Regions from separate parts of the Mus musculus genome. Here region 1 is linked to region 2. A link is a contact called in public promoter capture Hi-C data. All regions are on one chromosome and are shown on one strand. Each heading gives the region's core, a stretch centred on a gene start, on an enhancer-like site or on the middle of the called end of the contact. The rest is flanking DNA. Distances are from core to core; before and after follow the strand shown. Region 1 overlaps Esrp1 (epithelial splicing regulatory protein 1). Region 2 holds the start of Rad54b (RAD54 homolog B (S. cerevisiae)).

The links. Promoter capture Hi-C pulls out the DNA fragments that hold promoters and counts their contacts.
Region 1: a promoter capture Hi-C map of pre-B cells shows a contact between it and region 2. The contact joins the enhancer-like site here to the promoter of Rad54b in region 2. A contact is called at or near these places in 2 of 39 promoter capture datasets (the C10 cell line and pre-B cells), 3 of 115 datasets of contacts at active chromatin or transcription factors (bone marrow-derived macrophages, embryonic stem cells and pro-B cells) and 2 of 9 other capture datasets (liver and pancreatic islet).

What each region holds. Positions count from the first base shown.
Region 1 is chr4:11,343,800-11,349,245 of GRCm38.p6, forward strand. Esrp1 (epithelial splicing regulatory protein 1) reads right to left here. Exons shown (of 16, transcript NM_194055.3): 14 at 313-463. Among named protein-coding and RNA genes, the nearest start is that of Dpy19l4, 24 kb to the left of the region's middle. Within about 2 kb of position 1,987, at least 10 of the 459 cell types and tissues checked have an H3K27ac peak or open chromatin away from gene starts, as enhancers often do. A contact at or near this core is called in pre-B cells, where this site is marked.
Region 2 is chr4:11,556,938-11,561,857 of GRCm38.p6, forward strand. It overlaps Rad54b (RAD54 homolog B (S. cerevisiae)), which reads left to right and starts at 1,983. Exons shown (of 15, transcript NM_001039556.3): 1 at 1,983-2,076. It overlaps LOC115489931 (predicted GPI-anchored protein 58), which reads right to left and starts at 2,882. Exons shown (of 3, transcript XM_030253962.1): 1 at 2,867-2,882; 2 at 1,906-2,355. The coding sequence starts at 2,882. It overlaps Gm35693 (a long non-coding RNA gene), which reads right to left and starts at 1,889. Exons shown (of 3, transcript XR_390401.4): 1 at 1,738-1,889; 2 at 977-1,094; 3 at 515-716.

The DNA of each region.
Region 1 (5,446 bases), core at 737-3,236, 210 kb before region 2:
ACTATACCCAGCTTATTTTATAAGTCAAAGCTAACAGACCATTTCAAGGAAAATGCATCCTTAGTGCTATTCTTCATGAAAGCCCCTGCCCTGCTGCCTGCCGACAGATACAGAGATGGTGATGTCGCAGCAGGAACCATGACAGCACAAGAAAGCCCTAATCGTGTCAAGAGGATGAGCCTGGAGGTGGGTCCACCTGCACAGACACATGTGCTGGGTATAGAGAACCAGTGTCTTTCCTAGCTGCATTCTTTTGGCAAACGGACTTTAGTAATAAGGGCACTGAGGATTTTTCTTCTTCAAGCTACTGACCTGGTAACCTTGGAAGAAGTTAAGAATTTCCTTAACTCCAGTATTGTAGGCCAGGCCCTGCATTCTGACCACGGTGCCAGGCTGGGGCGGGACACTGCTAAGATTAGCAGCTGTAGGGAAGTAGCCAAGACTATTAGGCGAACCTGGGGGGCTAAAGGGAGAGAAAGCACAATGAACCAACAGGAACACACAGTGATGAATATTTACTCTAAAACACACCGCTTACGAAACTTTCTGAAAGTGATGTTTTTTACGCTTTACTGAGCTACCTTTCTTAAGACAGAAGAATGCCAGAGTTCTGTCTCACACTTCCACAGCAGCCAAAGGAGAGGTAGTGGGTTGATGCCATGCTGTTAGATGCAGGACTTTCCCCAATCTCTAAGGTTCTCAAAGGGAGAGGAAGGAAGAATTAAGCCTTTTCAAGTCACTCAGCCACTTTCAAAGCCCAGACCACTGACGGTTAGTGAACCAGTTTTCAGGAATATTAAAGCATGAAGAAGAGAAAGGGCTATAAAGGACTAATAGGAACCACAGCCAGAGATCAAAAGTGTCAAAAGTGAACTTTCCCAAGAACCAACGGCTCTATCAATGTGCAGAGGAATAATGACGCCCAAGAACAACACAGCAGAGCACACCAGGGCAACTGCCAGCACGGAGGTTAAGAGGACAACAAGCTGAACTCATCACCATTAACACCGCGAAACTGAAGAAGAAGCCTCCAGGGGTTACTGTAGCAATTTCCTCCAAGAAGCACAAGACCCATGGTGGCCTAACTCCTGTGGTACCTCTAGCAACCTCCACACCAGTCTCATTAATTAGCTTATCCGTCAGCTTTATGGATTCCCCACCCAACAAGTATTCTATGACAGCCAGATCATTACAATTTGAAATATGCACAGAACATTTTTTAACCCAGTCCTAAACTTAAGAAGGAATACTGAGCCGGGTGTGGTGGCACACGCCTTTAATCCCAGCACTTGGGAGGCAGGAGCAGGCGAATTTCTGAGTTCGAGGCCAGCCTGGTCTACAAAGAGTTCCAGGTCAGAGAAACCCTGTATTAAAAAAAAAAAAAAAAAGAAAGAAATACTGATTCCAACTTTAGATTATGAACATCTAGTCATCTTCCCAGAAATAACTGTACAATTTCAGAGTGTCCACTCTATATAATTGTAACAAATAGGTTACCAGTTGTGCCTCTAGCCCATGGACTATGTTACTTAGCCCAGAAACCTTTCATTGTTAAACAGGGATGATCAACACCTTCAGCTTCACAGCAATGGTCTTCTGAGTATGACTTAACACACTCATTAAGATTCTATGACATTAACTTATTCTCGTTATCACTTAGTAAGTAATAGAAGCCTAAAAACAGCACTGGGTACCCAGCACCAAACCCTTCAGTCTCTAACCATGTGACAAGTTTAAAACAGCTGGGGAGACCTTTCACTTTCCTGCTAACAACCTGCTTGTGCTCCCCTCCAGATCAAAAATCAAAGACTCAAGAAAGCCAAATGTTAGATCCCTGTGCCAATACATGTAAAAGCAACCCAAGTGATTCCAATGAAAAACAAAATGGAAATCACTGCTTTAAAGGCTTGTGCAACCAACACTAGAAACAGGGTGTGTGCTCAACTGAACTCAAACCAACAACTTCTGCATTTTAACAGATGTGAGAAAGAACTTAAAATTAAGTACTTTCCTATTGAAAACAATACCAGTTAGCACTTTGTCAAACTAGAAAGACCACACCAATTTCTCCTTTTTGTTTTGTTAGACAGGGTTTTTCTTCCGTGTAGCTCCGGGTGTCGTGGAACTCACTCCGTAGACCACACTGACCTCAAGTTCAGAGATCCACCAGTGTCTGCCTCCCAGGTGCTGGGATTTAAGGCACACACCACCACCACCCAGCCTTTTTGTTTTGCTTTGTTTAAGATTTATTTTATTCATCTGAGTGCTTGGCCTGCGTGTACGTCTGGTGCCTGAGGAAGCAATGAGTGCTCCCACGAGGGTGCTAGGAATCGAACCTTGGTCTTTCAAAGAATAAGTGCTCTTAACCCATGAGCAAATCCATCCCGACTTCTCAAGTTTCATGATTTCTTCATATTTAGATTAGCATTCATCAAGTATCTATACATACCAGATATCTGATGTGAGTCTAACATGCAAAGACCATGAAGCTCTCTGCACGTTTCAATAGCACCAGGCTCTTCCATGAGAGACATGGATGTCTTCTCCCTCCCCCACAGACTTATTTTCATACTTTCCTTTCACATTTCATTGCTTTTGTCTAAAGATCCTCTATAAATTAAGTATAGAGTCCTGGTTACCTTCAAACTAGATAGATAGGTAGACAGACAGACAGACAGCAGATAAGAAGCCAGTGTGGCAGCATAGCGGGTAGAAGCACTTACTGTTGAGTCTGAGACCCAAGCATGATCCCTGGAACCCACATGGAGGGAAAGAACTGTCTGTCCACTGACCTCTACTCTTTGAAACGGAACATACATATTCACACCCAGGTCAACATCCAATGAATGCAGATGGAATAAAAACTTAACTTACAGCAGAGCTACATAAACTAAAACCAAGTAGTCAATACACGAGCTGGTGAGGTGGAGCAAAGGATAAATATACTCGCTGCATCAACCTGGTGAATTCTGTCCCTGAAACCCATACAAATGTGGAGGGTGACATTTAACATTATAAAGGACAATTATATTCATTTCTTGAGGGAGCAATTATTGAAACAAAAATTAACCCAACAATGGCAACAATTCAACTCACAAAAGCACCATGAAAATTGCAACCAGCTAAAAAGCTCACCCAGTATAACCGGCATTTTTTAGTTAAGATCAAGTGTAGTAAATACCCCAGAAAGCAATCCTTTTGCCTCAACCTTGAGTGTCAGGTCTATAGGCATTAGCGTTTCAGTGTAGCTCAGTGGGAGAGTGCGTGCTTAACTTGCCTGAGAACTTCAGTGGGATACCAAAAACAACAGCAAGGCTCAAGAGGTAAGGTCTCTGCCCTACAAGTGTGAGGACCCAAGTTCAAATCACCACAACACATGTAAAAGGCCGGATGTGGGAGTGTATGCAGGTATCTCTGTGGTGGTGAGACAGGAAGAGAAGATGGAGGCTTGAAGGTCAACTAGAGTTGCCTCAAATATAAAGGTCACCTTAAAACACCCAAGATTGTCCTGAAATCCTACCAAAAAACAAACAAGCAAACAACAATAACAAAAAAAAGAAGAAGAAAAGAAAAGCCAACTTAAGTTTATGTACCTGCCAGACGGCTCAATCCCCAGAGTCCGTATAAAGGAGCACAAAGCCACCGCAGATGCCGGGACTCGGAGACCATAAAAGGGTTCAATAAAAAAAGAGCGAACTCAAATTGAGTTACTTACCTAAATATGAAACTGAAAAAAAAAATTTTTTAAATGAAGCTTTGTACCTATGGTTAAATTTGACACCAAAAAGTGAAGTTAAAAAGACAGAAATAAAAGAACTTACACACACACACACACACACACACACACACACACACACACACACTCATTTATACATACCTCAAAACAAGTAACCACACTGTGCTAACAAGATACCACAATCAGATGCTTGCCAGTAAGCAAGACAATCAGTTCAACGACCAACACCCACACAGACAGACAGACAGACGTATTAGTGCACATCTGTCATCCCAGTACAGGGGAGGCAGCGCTGCCAGGTGGGATCCTGGGGCCTCCTGGATGAATTGGCAAGCTGCATGGTCACTGAGGGCCCTTGTCTCACAATTATAAGGTGAAGGTGAGGGCGACACCCAACACCATCTCTGGCCATCATATATGTACAAAAGGACATAAGCGCATATGCACATCTACACCAACGGGTCTGGGGGAGGAGGGGTGGGAACGGGGAGAGGCAAAGACATGGAGAGAGGGAGGAGTCTGGATGTACACAAATATTTAATGCAAATCTTTATAGTTGCCTGTTATATGTTAGGCACAAAAAAGGAGTGTGTATCTATTGTACCTTACTAGAGATGCTATTACATGAAGGCTAGGTAGTAACCGAGCAGGTGAGAAACACAAGTACAAAGTTCCCAAACGACCCTTCAACTCCCAGCATAGACCATCACTTATCAGTCCTCATGTACACATAGTATCAGTCATTTAACTTCTACCCTGGAAAGAAGGAAATGGGCTAAGAAAGACCAAAGACCAAACGGTGGTGCCAGAGTAACACTACACCCAAGGTGCTTCCTTCCATGTAAGGGCAGCTGGAAAAAAGAGACTGTGCCTCAAATGTGTGACAAATCCAGGAGGTGAGGCCTGAATGACACACTGAAGAAACAGGAAACCACATCACCACAACTGTGAAGACAAGGATTAAGTGGGACATCAACACAGTTGCTCCCTCTGTGTGTGTGCACCAAGAGCACAGGGCACAGGATCCTGCCTCTTCAGACGAGGTTCTGACAGTGGGTACCGTAGGCAGAAGTTTCTAGATATGGAGGTTAATGTAGGAACTCAAAGCTGGTCAGGATGCAGACAGTGGACTGTGCAATCAGAAATGGGATGTCTAAATCACACACACACCCCCAACACCCCCCACACACACACACACCAAGGGTCGGGAACCATCACACAAGGGAAGAGTTTAAAAGCTAGAAATTGGGAAGGGGAGGACAGGAACTAACAATGCTTTCTGGCCATGACGGGGCAACTGCAGTCTGAGCTCACAGCAGTATGGCCGCCTATGTAAGTTATGTACGAGATCTAACAGGCAACATTCCAGTAAGGGACGTGCATGTGCCTGTGTGTATGTATGTGTGTGTGTGTGGGGGGGGGGGGGGGAGTACCCACCCCTAACTGAGGAGACCCGGACAACAGATGATAGTTTTCTTTAAAGAGGGTGGTTCCTGGTAGGTCAATTTCACTCTAGTGCATGGTCTCACAGTCATGAGTAGGCTGGCAGCGCAAATTGGAATCAATGAGTTATTAAAAATATAAGAAAACATGAAGTTGGAGGTGGATAGAGAGGTGGATCTGGGAAGAGCTGGGAGAGAATGGGGGTGGATATAATTGAAATACATTGAAGGAAACTGTCTGCCTGCCTGCCCCACCCCCACCCCCCAT
Region 2 (4,920 bases), core at 733-3,232:
GTATTGCTCTTCTCTTAACAGTTCTGGGCCACACTGCCTTTAAAAACCAAAGTGTAGTAGTGCATGCCTTTAATCCCAGTACTCAGGGAGGCAGAGGCAGGTGGATCTCTGTGAGTTCAAGGCCAGCCTGGTCTACATAGGGAGTTCTAGGTCAGCCTGGGCTGCACAGTGATACTTTGTCTAGGTGAGTGTGTGTGTGTGTGTGTGTGTGTGTGTGTGTGTGTGTGTGTAGTGGAAAGGGGATAGAGAACCTTATTACATTGTTTGCTTTGTACTTAAAACTGCTACTGACTGAACTTAAAAAACAAAACGCCTATATTTAAATGTTTATAAAGGGGCTAGAGAGATGGCTCAGCAGTTAAGAGCACTGGCTGCTCTTGCAGAGAACCTGGGTTTAATTGCCAGCACCCACATGGTACCTCACACCTGTCAGTGACTCCAGTTCCAGGGCTTCTGACACCCTCACACAGGCATGTATGCAGGCAAAGCAGCAGTGCACATGAGATACAAATAAGCCATAGAAAAATGTCCATATTTAATCTTTGTACCTGTAGCTTTTCAGATGAAGTGAAATGCTAACTATGAAGAAGAAACTTTAGTTCACACTCAGAAAGCTAGAAGAATTTTAGCACGAGGTTGCATAGCAGGGTGACTGCAGAGAGAGTTGTACAGTATATCTCAAAAAGCCAGAAGGAAGGGTTTCCAAAGTTTTCACCCTAAAAAAAAAATAAGAATTTAAAGCGGTAGGTGTGTTTACCTTGATTACAATACATACACAAGTAAAAGCGTCTCATGGTGCCCATTAATGCGTAGAATTTTTGTGTCTATGTCATTTTAACAAGACTATTTACTTATTTATGTGTCTGCCTGTTTGCTTTTTGAGACAGTCTTGCTATGTAGCCCAGGCTGCTCTCTTATGGTGATCCTTCTGCCTTAACCTCCTGAGTGTTGGGATTATAAGTGTGTGCCAGCATACCTGACTTCACCCCGTGGAAAGAGAGGCACCATAGTAGCAGCAAACAACAGCTTTCCACCTGCAGCGGCCGGAGGGGTCTCACCAGAGACCTCTGCTCAGATGAGGCTGTGCTTCTTAACTTTGCCAAAGAAAATAATTTCAGAAGTCAGTGGGAAGCCAAATTTGAGTTAAGAGATGTTAATGTAGATTTAAGCAAGGCTTTAATAGAAACTGCATCGCTAATTGTGTGAGTGAGTGTGTGTGAGTGTGTGCATCTTAAGAGAAAAAAATCACTAAATATCTTACAACGGTCATATACAACACTGGTGGCTTCTGAAGTTAGACTGGTCAAAGGTTTCTAAAAAACCTTGTTTTCGGAGGAAGGGTCTACTTAAGTTTTATGTCTATGGGTGTTTTGCAGGCACTTAAGTTGGTGTACTTCATGTGTGCAGTGTCCAGAGACACCAGAACAGGATGCATTTTAATTGTCAAACGTGTATAAAATCTAGTGAATGACCTTTAACCACTCTCTCTTTTCAAAGGATCTATCTCCAGAATTCTTAGAGCAGAAGGATCAGCAAGACTTTGTCTATCAAGACCTTGTCTACAATACTTTAAGATAGTGTCTTTTTTTTTTTAAGTTTAAAGGAGCTCTTCTCCTTTTCACGAGAGTCCAATAATCACGCATCTGTTTTTATACTCCTAGACCTTAAAAGGGCTTGTAAAACAGGGGCTGCAACTACTGTAGCTCAGTGTCACTTGAGTAACAGGATTTCGTGTACCTCAGTGGTGCACACACTTCTATGATCCGAATCCTAATTTATTGATTTAAGTTGTGAGGCTTATCGCCTCAGCTAGGACCTGAAGACTGAAACCAAATCGGTTCGTTTTAGATCTAGCAGTCAACCGGAACCAAACCTAGACCCACGTAAAAGGAAGTGCAAAGGTACCTGCAACGGTTGTCCAATCAGAGTCGGGGGCGGGACCAGCACTGCACGCCGTGGTGCGCATGCTCGGCGCCCGGCCCGTGGTTGGCTGTAGGAAGGCGGGAAGCTCGAGCTGGTCGGCGGCAGGCGTTGGTACCTGCTGCGGGGCGCTCGCGATTTCGGTCAGCCTGCGGGGTAGGTCTCTGCAGCGGAGGCCCGGGGAGGCGCGTGCGGGGCCTGGTGCAGGATGGCGCGGGTCCCGGGGAGCTGGGCGAGGCGGCGGGAGCGCCCTCGCTGGCTGGGCAGGGGGCAGGGGGGCGGGTCCTGCGGGCCGAGCGATCTCGGAGGCCACGGCCCCCGAGGCCGCCTGGGGCCAGAGAACATCAGGTGTCAGCCAAGAGCTTGTGGAACCATCTAGCACCTCCCCTAGGCGAATTACCCACCCACTAGTTCTCTCTCGCCCTCTCTCCGCTCCTGGTTTCAACAAACAAACAAAAACACACCATTTACATTAATTATGGAGGATTTTGTAGGTAGGTAGATTGGAGTCCCAAAGTCTAAGGGGAATTTACAGTATGAAATGGAAATCTTATTACCCAACGTGGCTGGAAGCCAAAAAGCAGAAATAGCAAGGCCTGTTGCTAGCTGTTGGAGTTTTATTTATTTTCTTGCATCCTAGAAGTTGCCACACCCTCTTCCCCATGTAGTCCAGAGGAAGGCAGAGATTCTGGCTATGATTCTATAATCCCTCTTGTCTTTCCTCTCCTGGGACCTTTGTTGTTTCTGATTTCATAGGATTTTGTGGATTAAACAGGCAACAGTAATTATAAGTAATAATATTACAGAAAGTATTTGAGTACTGTGTGTCAAGCTTTGTTCTGAATTCTTAAATTAATCTCACCGTTGCATAGTCGTATGCTTGAGTGTGATTAAGAGTGAATAAGACACAAGAGGAGACACGGATTTAAGCTAACTGCAGAATCACCTGCTGGGAAGGTCATTGGTGCACAGTTATTAAGGCAAACATGATGTGCTCCAGATATCAGCCTGGGCTGGCCGTTTTCCTTGGGAGACCTAATCTCAGCCGTAGCGTGTTACAAGCCTCAGAAATCGCAGCATTTCAATAGAGCTGCCAAGTGGCTTTACATCTAGGGCCTGTAAAAAAGGTCTCAGCAAAACTAGTTTACAAACCAGCTAGAGCCGGTCGGAGATGGAAGATCTCAAGTTCAGAGCCAGTCTAGGATCTATAGAGAGCCCTTGTCCTAGAAAACAAAACAAACTAGTAAAGATGCTAATATGTTTTGGGAAATAAACTAATTTCTGTAGTTCACCTTTTTAAAAAAAAGATTTATTTTATGTACACTGTAGCTGTCTTCAGACACACCAGAAGAGGGCATCAGATCCCATGACAGATGGTTGTGAGCCACCATGTGGTTGCTGGGAATTGAACTCAGGACCTCTGGAAGAGTAGTCAGTGCTCTTACCCGCTGAGCCATCTCTCCAGCCCCTGTAGTTTACTTTTAAATGCATCAACAAATTAGATCAACAAAGCACCAGTTTCATAATTTGCTTTAAGGTTGTGCTTGTAGTGATGGTTTGTATTTGAAGAAACCACAGAGCATGACGTCCACCCAAATCTTTTAAATGAGTTAAAATTTGCATCAGATAGTTAATGTATTTCATTTTAACATTAATGAAATTGAGAATAGCTTTCAATGCAATGGTGGATATAAAATAATGCCATATTTGAAAATTTATGGCATTTTAGATTTAACAAAATATGATATATTTAACCAGTGTAGTTTGTTATAAAGATAACATTGTCTTTGTGGGAAATTTGAAGTTTGAAAAGAACTCAGAATAAAAATCACATTTTAATCTAACATGCGGAGATAATCAGTGTTAATGTTATAGCACATATTTTGCTGGTCTTATCATGAAATTCATTTATATTTCTTAAAATTTTACTTACACGTTGTGTGTGTGTGTGTTTGTCTATGTGTGTGTGGGTATGCCTGTGCCATGATGCATGTATAAAATTAGAGGACAACTGGTGGGAGTTGGTTCTCTTCTTCCACCACATATATGGATTCCAGAGATTGAATTCAGGCTTCTTGGTCACCAGGCTTGTCTTTACCCACTGAGCCAGCCATCTTGCCAGCCCAACAATTCATTTGTTTTATTTATATAAACCTTATGTATATAGGCCCAAAGAAAAAAATTTTAAAGTTAACGATTTTACATTTGCTTGTTTTGTTTGTGTGTGAGGGTGTGTGTGTGTACTATGATGTGCCAGCAGAGGTCAGAGAACAACTTGTGGAGGTTGGGTCTTCCTTTTTGCCACACCTTAGTCCTGGAGATTAAACAGGTAATCAGACTTGGTGACAAATGCCTTTAACTGCCAGTCCAGTTTACAGGCCCCAAGTAATAATATTATGTAATATTTTTGGTGTCCTTGTAAATGTGACTATGACTTGCTATATTAGACTAAGTGAGAAGGAATATTCTATTTGTGGTACTAATAATTGGCTCTCAGATTTTCAGAGTTTGAAGCCGTGTGTGTGTGTGTGTGTGTGTGTGTGTGTGTGTGTGTGTGTTTCGAGACAGGGTTTCTCTTTGTAGCCCTGGCCATCTTGGAACTAGCTCTGTAGAACTAGCAGAGATCCACCTGCCTCTGCCTCTGCCTCCTGTGTTCTGGCATTAAAGTCGTGTGCCATAGTTACCACCAGCTTGGATTTATATTTTTAGATCAATTTCTAAAGTTTATATCTGTGGGAAACAATGGGACAGATTTTATTGCCTCATGGAAAGTGCCTAGCTAGTGCACATATTTGAGGAGCCTAAGCTGGTAGTTGGGAGGTACAGAATGCTCTAAGGATAAGGTAGAAAAGCATTTCAACCTCATACAGAGGAAGGAGTGGTCAAAGCCCCAAGGAAAAGAGAACATGTCTAGATGGAGGAGCTGCAGTAAAGACTTAGAAGTTTAGGAGTTGGTGAAGACTGTATTCGGTTGTGAGCATGGCGTGTGATGATTTATTC